Linked DNA regions of Mus musculus: region 1 is linked to region 2. A link is a contact called in public HiChIP or PLAC-seq data. All regions are on one chromosome and are shown on one strand. The core of a region is the stretch at or near the end of the contact, and the rest is flanking DNA. Distances in the headings are between cores, read along the strand shown.

The links. HiChIP or PLAC-seq counts read pairs in DNA pulled down with a chosen protein or histone mark.
Region 1: an H3K4me3 HiChIP or PLAC-seq map of bone marrow-derived macrophages shows a contact between it and region 2, with 4 times the contacts expected there. The contact joins two enhancer-like sites. A contact is called at or near these places in 1 of 115 datasets of contacts at active chromatin or transcription factors (bone marrow-derived macrophages) and 1 of 9 other capture datasets (embryonic stem cells).

Annotation. Positions count from the first base shown.
Region 1 is chr17:8,865,616-8,869,630 of GRCm38.p6, forward strand. The region is part of intron 1 of Pde10a (phosphodiesterase 10A); the gene reads left to right. Among named protein-coding and RNA genes, the nearest start is that of Gm34321, 47 kb to the left of the region's middle. Within about 2 kb of position 2,461, at least 59 of the 459 cell types and tissues checked have an H3K27ac peak or open chromatin away from gene starts, as enhancers often do. A contact at or near this core is called in bone marrow-derived macrophages, where this site is marked.
Region 2 is chr17:8,503,266-8,507,167 of GRCm38.p6, forward strand. No RefSeq gene overlaps it. Among named protein-coding and RNA genes, the nearest start is that of T, 71 kb to the left of the region's middle. Within about 2 kb of position 2,571, at least 236 of the 459 cell types and tissues checked have an H3K27ac peak or open chromatin away from gene starts, as enhancers often do. A contact at or near this core is called in bone marrow-derived macrophages, where this site is marked.

The sequences.
Region 1 (4,015 bases), core at 1,211-3,710, 360 kb after region 2:
GAGATCTTGTCTAAAAGAAGACAAAACAAAACCTGCAACAGCAAAGTGAATTAAGTTATTTGCCACATGGAGCAATATTAGTGATAAGACACACAATTTTGTACTTTTGTATGTGTTTCATGTTTCCACAAGGAAAGGAATTAAGAAAACATTATATATATATATATATATATGTGTGTGTGTGTATATATATATATATATGTGTGTGTGTGTATATATATATATATATATATGTGTGTGTGTGTGTGTGTGTGTGTGCATGCGCGTGTGCCTGGGTGTATGTGTGTATACGCCAGCTTTTCTTATTTCAAATTTCTTTTTATTGTGTTAACATGATGGATCTAAAAGGAAATTAACATATTTAATCACCCATTTTTTCCAACTCAAGGTGCCACGGTTACATAATTTAACATGTTCAAAGCCCATCTCGCCATTTTATTATGTATTAGGTGGTTATGCCATGCACATAGCTACCCAAACTTAGAACCCAGGACACACTACTGCCCAGCAGACAGACAGTCAATTAGCCCTGGGAAAATATACCTAAGTATTCCTGTGCCCTGGTTTTTCTTAGCATCTCATATATTCCTGACTTTTAAAAAGGTATCTCTTAAATGCATCCCATTATCCTATACGGATTCTCCCCCCCCCCCCCTTCAAACATTAGCTGTCATCAAGAGAGTGAGGTGCTCTTGGAATTCACAGTGCACATACTGTAACTGGGTCTCTCGGATGGCTGATGACACCAGCCCCATGGCTGCCTTTTTATACAAGCTCTAGAAACTCACAATTATTTGTGGTACCACACCTGTTCTGTGCTGTACCCACACCTGCGCCTTCTCCCATAGTGGTTCCTCTAGAAATTAAAAACCCACCTGCTTAATTTCCTGATGTAAGATTCAGCTCAGGCATTATTTATGGAACTTGTTTCTGATCCAACCCCTCTCTGTTTCTTTTTCCTGATCTCCGATGTTAGGTTCAGTATCTTCAGACACTCGTTGAGTTCAGTGTTTGGGGGCTTGAGATGTGAGCCCGTGCTCTACCATCCTTCCTTCAACCCTTAGCGCCAAAGGAGGAAAAAATAAAAAACTATCTACCAATTAGAGACCAGGTCTTCTAGTAGTTTGGAATACATCAGTGAACAGACAAACAAAATTTCTCTTCTTGCAATCAATTCCCTTCTGCAAGAGAAACCAAAAGAAAGTTAAATAATAACGAGGAAATGAGGCACGACGGTATTAGAGAGTTACAGAGTAGTGCAGTGCACATACTTCAGGGGACCCACTAGGCTCTTCCCAATTCAGTTCACTGGAGGCTGGAAGATGGCAGTGTCAGATACTGTATTGCTTCGTTTATGTGACATTACCCATTGTCATTCTGCCAGGCATAGGCGACACCCAGCGTCAGAGGCCAGGGAGGTCATGAAGGGTGGGTCACATAAAGTTTCTGTGAACTTTGACCTTTATGTAGATAGTTGGGATGTTAGCCAGCTTTGGTTGTATGAGTGAACCTTTGGTTTGGTGATTTGAGGCCAGACTGTAGGTGACACAGACTAGCCAGTTAGGAGTCTACTTCCGTGTCCAGTGAGAGATAAGATGGCAGCTTGAATGGAGGTGTTGCCATGTGGGAAGTTAAATGTGTCCAGGTTCCGTTGGCTTTAAAATTCTGGGAAAGAGGATTTTACAATGGTTTGGTGAGACATCTGAGTTAAGAGGAGTCATGAATGACTCTGGAATCCTTCCTCCTCTCCCTCCTCCCCCTCCTCCTCCTCCTCCTCCTCCTCCTCCTCCTCTGTCACATGCGTCTAACTGCTCCTCAGTCTTGTCTCTACACATCAGTTTTCCACCTCCTGCTTGTTTCTTGATTGGCATCCCTGGCCTCAATCAATTCTTTCCACAGGAGGAAAGATCATTCTCAAATGTTAATCTGTTTATAGCCACCTTGAGATCATATTATCAGTCCGTTTCCTGTTGTGGTCAGATTAAAGAGTCCAAAGTCCGAAGCAGGCTCACCCGTGTAGCATCCTCCGTGTGCCTCTTGCTTCGCACGTTACTGTCTCTTACTTCTGAATCTGGGAGAGTGCAGGCGCTTCCTTACCACCCTGTCTGCTAGTGCATTACAAGTGTGCCCCTGCTCTGTATGAGCCATCTCTGACCTCTATTTGACACATCACCTCTGATACATTTGCTTCTCTTCCCTGTGGCCCTGGAGCACTTCCCCAGCGTTTCCTGGCTGCGTGCAATCCGCCTCTGCGACCCTGCCGCGAACACACAGAAGAGCCGTGATCATATCTTTCCAACCATCCAGTATAAACGCAGCACACACGTGTCGACTTTTAGGCGGTTGGGACGTTGTGCCGAAGTGAACGTGAACCTATTGGAAACAGCAGCACACCATATTCTGCACCAGGCAACGGTAGTGGAAGTGGAGGAAGCGTGTGTTGGGGCCCTGAGAGGGTACACTCATGTGGCTGGAAAGAGTTGATGTCAGTGCAGTTGTCAGGGAGAGTTGAGAGCCACAAAAGAAGGAACACTGGCAGAAGAGGCGGGGCCAGAGCACAGAGGCATTTCCACATCAAAGTTTCCCCTCCCCCACTCAAACAGTGAAGAACTAATACTTGAAAAACCAACAAGCAAAAACCCAGAATCCCATATAGATTTGTGCCCTTTTAGTGAAGATATACTTTGTTCCTGTTCTACCGAGAATCCGGCTGTAGCGGGTACAAGGCAATCTGCGAATTCCAGCATACTTTCTGGTTCTTTCCAGGAAGTGAAGAATGGGAGGTATAAGGTTTCCTCCCATTGAAGAAATGGTCTGAAATTTTATAGCATGAAGAAAAAAATATAGTTCAGTAGGGTCAACTTTCTAAAAAGGAATGTCATAGACCAGTCCAGGTTAGCTAGCAGGGGCTTTGGCCCAGACCATGTATCCCACCCGTGTCCAGGCTTTCCTGAGGGAATGGAGGCAAGTGTGGCTACAGAGTGAAGAGGCCACAGACATCAGGGAAAGCTTCCCCAAGGCCTTTGTCTGTAACCTAAGCTTCAGCTCTGGTCTCCTCAGCAGTTGGAAGATTCCTGTGTAATGGCAGAGAGTGAGCAGCTGGAAGCAGGGGAGCAGCTGGAAGCAGGGGAGCAGCTGGAAGCAGGGGAGCAGCTGGAAGCAGGGGAGCAGCCAGAAGCAGGGGAGCAGCCAGAAGCAGGGGAACAGCCAGAAGCAGAGGCCCAGTGTTTCTGGTGGCGCCACCTGAAGTTGCTTCATCTTCCTGAGGTGCCTCAGGCAAGGCGGTGTAAAGCCTCTTAGGAGCTTAGTCTCTCTTGAAGTTCCATGGAGTGCCAGGTGTAGGAGCGCCAACTCCACAGCTGGCACTGTGGGCCACCACGACACCAGCAGTCTCTCCACAGTCCACTCAGCGCTGTTGGAGCCCGTGACAGTGACAGCACCCTGGGACCAGTGCTGATGCATGATGGCGCGGATGAGTCCTCAGTCACTTGAGCTTGCAGCGTGGGTGTGGAGAAGTCTCAGTGAGTGCGATGTCTGTCTTCCCAGCCGGGTACAACATGACACTGGTAACTTCCCATTGAGTCTTAGGCCCCCTCAAATACTCCTTTCCAGCAGAGGAGTGTACTTCTGAGAGAAATATAAAGGGGGGGGGGGAATCTGAAGGCCTGGAGTGAGAGGCCCTGTGAGACAGAAGGGTGGACACGGGTACACGGGCTTGGTCAATTATGTGGGTGCCAACTGAAGGAACTTAGTTCTAATTCCTTAGGCTACAGGGAACCTTGATCCTGGGACCAGAAGCCTTGCGGTAAGGCAACTCAGTTATCTGGGCTCTGCATGTCCCTCTGGAGTAGCTTACTTCCCCTCTGCTCGCTTGCTGTTCTGCTCCTTGTGAGAGCGCTTCGGCTGTAGACCTGGCACGCACATTGGAAGGATGCATCTCTCCATTCAACAGCACCCAGACAAATAGCCTGAGGGGACTCAGAGTATGACTCTACTCTATTTAGACGGTTGAGTT
Region 2 (3,902 bases), core at 1,321-3,820:
AAACTTTACTTTAGACTTATCCACTGCCCTCTTCTGCTTGTGGCACGTTTCAACTCCAGGATTCATTTTTGGTCTCTTTTCAAGCCCAGTGTAGTGCTGTTCATGTTGCTTAGTTCCCTGATAAAATGTTCAAGCTTAGGTGACTTTTTCAGAGTCCTCTCTGGGGGCCTCCCGTGGTGGGGTGGGAGGGTGGACTCTTTGCAGCTTCGCCATGACCTGTTTGGAATACGGTGTTGTCTGCTGTGGCCATAAGCCTCCCTTTGCCTGAGTGGATTCATCTTTATCTGGGGTTCTGGCACAGTCTCCTCCCCTGCCTCTCACCACTGCCCCTCTAGAGCATCCCTCATCTGCAGCCAGAGATCCCTAACAGGCATCTCAGTGTAGGCTTAGATTTTTCTGAACTTACTTTATTTAGGGTTCTTAAATGTTTCAACTTTCCTTTTAGCCCACCAACCAAAGGGAGGGGAGAAAGATGGTTAATAGGACAAGGGGGTTATGGACCCTGTTTAGAAGTAGATCTTTGGGACGATTCCAATCTTTATTGTCAGGATACCAGCAGTCCATCTAAAACATCAATCACAGCACAATCCAAAAGAAACCCACAAAGCTCTGATGAACTGGCAAAGTGGAGGTGGCCAGGATCAGCCGGAATACCATGAGAAATTCTTTGATGCGTTCTTCTCTGTGAAGACCAGCGAAGTGAAGCGTTGCAGTGTGAGAGTGCCCTCTCACTGTCTGTAAGCTTCTCTTGATAAACACCACATGCCCTCCCAAGCGTTTGTTTCCAGTAGAACATCACATTTTCTCTTTCAACGTCCAGAAAACATCACGTGACACAACTGAGTTATTAAAGAAGCCAGAAACCTCTACCACATCTCAGATTGCATCATCCGTCCTAAGGTGTTGCTGTTTGTCTAGTTCGAAGCGCTAGGACCTCCAGGGGCTCCCACTACTGTTGCAGTTTTTCTCCTGTTTCTCCAACACACTGGGCATGCTCTCACCCAACTTGACTCTAATGCTGCCGGCTCTACAAAGCTGACCCATACTAGCTCTTCCTGATACCTGTTATGTTTGTTTTTTTCCAACACAGAACATTTTATAGCACATCGCTTCTCTGTGTCCTTCATTGTCTTGTCTCTGATTTTATGACAGTAAGAGTTTATTCTGGCTTATGTTCAAGGGGCTATCTTCCATTACTGTTGGGAAGGTGTGGATGGCAGAATGACTGTTCCCTATTGTATCCATACTCTGGAAGCAGACAGTGCGCCAATGAGAAATGGAAGTAGGCTATAAAACCTCAAGGCCCACCCTCAGTGACTCACTTCCTCCAGCAAGGCTCCACCCTACTCAAGGTTTCACAGCCTTCTCAAACAGCCCTACTGCTAGGGGCCCACAAGCCTAAGGGGACATTTCACATTTACACCACACACGGCCTTAAAAGACTGACCTAATATGCGTTCACACCATTATGCCTTCACACCAGGTACCAGTGTGTTCTGAGACAGAAGCCAAGTTTTTGCCTGATACTTCTTCCAATGTCGCAGTCACCTCCAGAAACTGCCTTGGGAGTATCAGGACTTGTTTACTGCCCTAAGACATTCAGAAACATCAGTCATGGGATACTAACCAAGGCCCAAGGGCATGTTCTCAAAAGGATCTGTGGTTGTGTCTAGAAGGTCTGTGATCTTTTCTACAAGATTCCAGGTGCAGAGACACTCCTGGCAGACAGGAGTCTTGGTTAGCATTTCAGAGGCACACTCTTCCCTCCCATCCTGGAATGACTATGTCCACATTAATCAAGGTTCACTTGCAGGTATTTTTGTGCACTGTTTTTAACTCTTATTTTTGCATGAGGCAAGTTAGAAAGCAGGCATACTCAAATTTAAGCAATAAGTTCCTCAAAATTGCGAGGAGTCTTACTATCTTGTAAAAGTCAGACCTCAAAGATTTTAAGGAATTATTTTATGTTTATGTGTTTTGCCTGCATGTGTGTCTGTGCTCCACATACCTGTCTGGCGTCCCTGGAGGTCAGAGAGGACACTGGATCCCCTGAATTTGGAGTTATGGAAGGTTGCGATCTGGGTGCTTAGACCCCAACCCAGGTCCTTTGCAAGAGTAGCAAGTGCTTTAGATTGTTGAATAGTCACTCCAGGCGAAGGCAAAGCGTTTTCTATAACAAACTGCAAGATGCTTTCATGTTCCCTCTTACTTTAAACTCAGGGGTTAAGAGCACTGACTGGTGTTCCAGAAGACCCAGGTTCAATTCTCAGCACCCACATGTCAGCCCACACCTGTCTGTAACTCTAGTTCTAGGGCTTCTGACAGCCTCACATAGACATACATGCAGGGAAAACACCAAGGAACATAAAATGCAAAGTAACTAAGTATGTATGTGTGTGTATGTAAATAAAAATAAAATAATAAAAAAATAATAATTATTAAAAAAAAAAAAGACTATCTAGCTAGTGCCTTAGAGAGGGCTGAGGCCTTTCTTAAACAGATGTGCTCAGCTAAGGAAGAGGCAGGACACACGCAGCCCTGGTGGTTTGTTGCAGCAGAATTGAAGCTGCAGGGTGCTGGCGTCAGCAGAGCTGAGAGACTTCCTGAAGGGGAGAAATTCTCTGGCTGCTAGGTGCCCTTCCCCCACCACACATGCCGAGGAGTTGAATCCAACAAAGATGCTAGTGTGTGCTTAAATACAGGGAAGGTACAGGTGTATTCGAGAATAAAATACAGACAGTGTGTTTTATGGTTCTCAGTCCTCGTGCCGTACATTTGTGAGCAGCGCTCCCGGAGAAGGAAGGCAGAGGGTTATTTAACTGGTCTCATGGCCTCACTGCTTTCCATGCACGGGCAGCCTGGATGCGCTCCCTCGGTCCTCTGCCCGGCTGGGCTCCAGTGCCAGGCGACTCTGCACTAAGCTAATGCTTCCCTGTCTTGGTCTTCAACACCCGGGGCGCTCTGCTCTGGGCAAGGATCCAGGCTGCAGCAATGACGCAAGTGCTCTTGAGCACAGGGGCGGGGCCAAGCGAAGACAGGCGCCACCCACCCTGTCTTGTCCTTGGTGAATGTCAGTGGCTGGACTCAGTCCTCCCATCAGGACCTGCCTGACCCACTCCTTCCTCAAGTCAGCTCCCGATTCCCCCTGTCTCTCTACTGACATCCATCCACAACTCCATCTGCAGATAAATTTTCAAGATGCACCATTATATCCATTTTTGAATGCTTAAAAAAAAGGCCTAATAGATTTCTAATCCAGCTTCCCTAATTTTCTGTAAAAAAAAATTATTTTATCCACTGATAGCTGCCTGACCCACCAAAGTCCATCAATCAACAGTTTAAGGAAACTCAGTTATATTTACTACATATAATCTGTTACTTATGACAGGAGATAGGCTGAGACATGACCGATGAAGGTTATTTTCGAAACTGTCTTAAGGCTAAGACCTCGTGCTGATTTCTTCTTCATTGTGCACCCAAATTGCCACGTGTCACATTCAATATAAAATATGCCATCAGCAGCCTTTGTGGGCCACATCCTGCTGATGTTGAGTGAAGATGTCATTAGCTTTCTTTTTACTGGTCGCCTTGCCCCAGTCCCTCTCTGGAAACATCTCCATCCTTGCTGGAGGATGTGGGGGAGGGAGCTGTGGGCAGCTGCTATGGTTGCAAGTAACTTGCCTTCCTTAGTTGGTAATCCTGGACTTATGAAGACGTGCAGTCAGCTCACTCTGCAGTAAAGATGTGGAGCGAAGAAGATGAGGGCTGAGAACGATGGCTTCTGCCACAGTATGTGGTTCCGGGGTACCTCACAGTACTGTTTGCTGGATCCATCCCCAGCCTTAGCTGTTTTTAACACAGCCAGAGAAAACCAAGACTCCAGAAGAGAAAGGTCTGGAAGC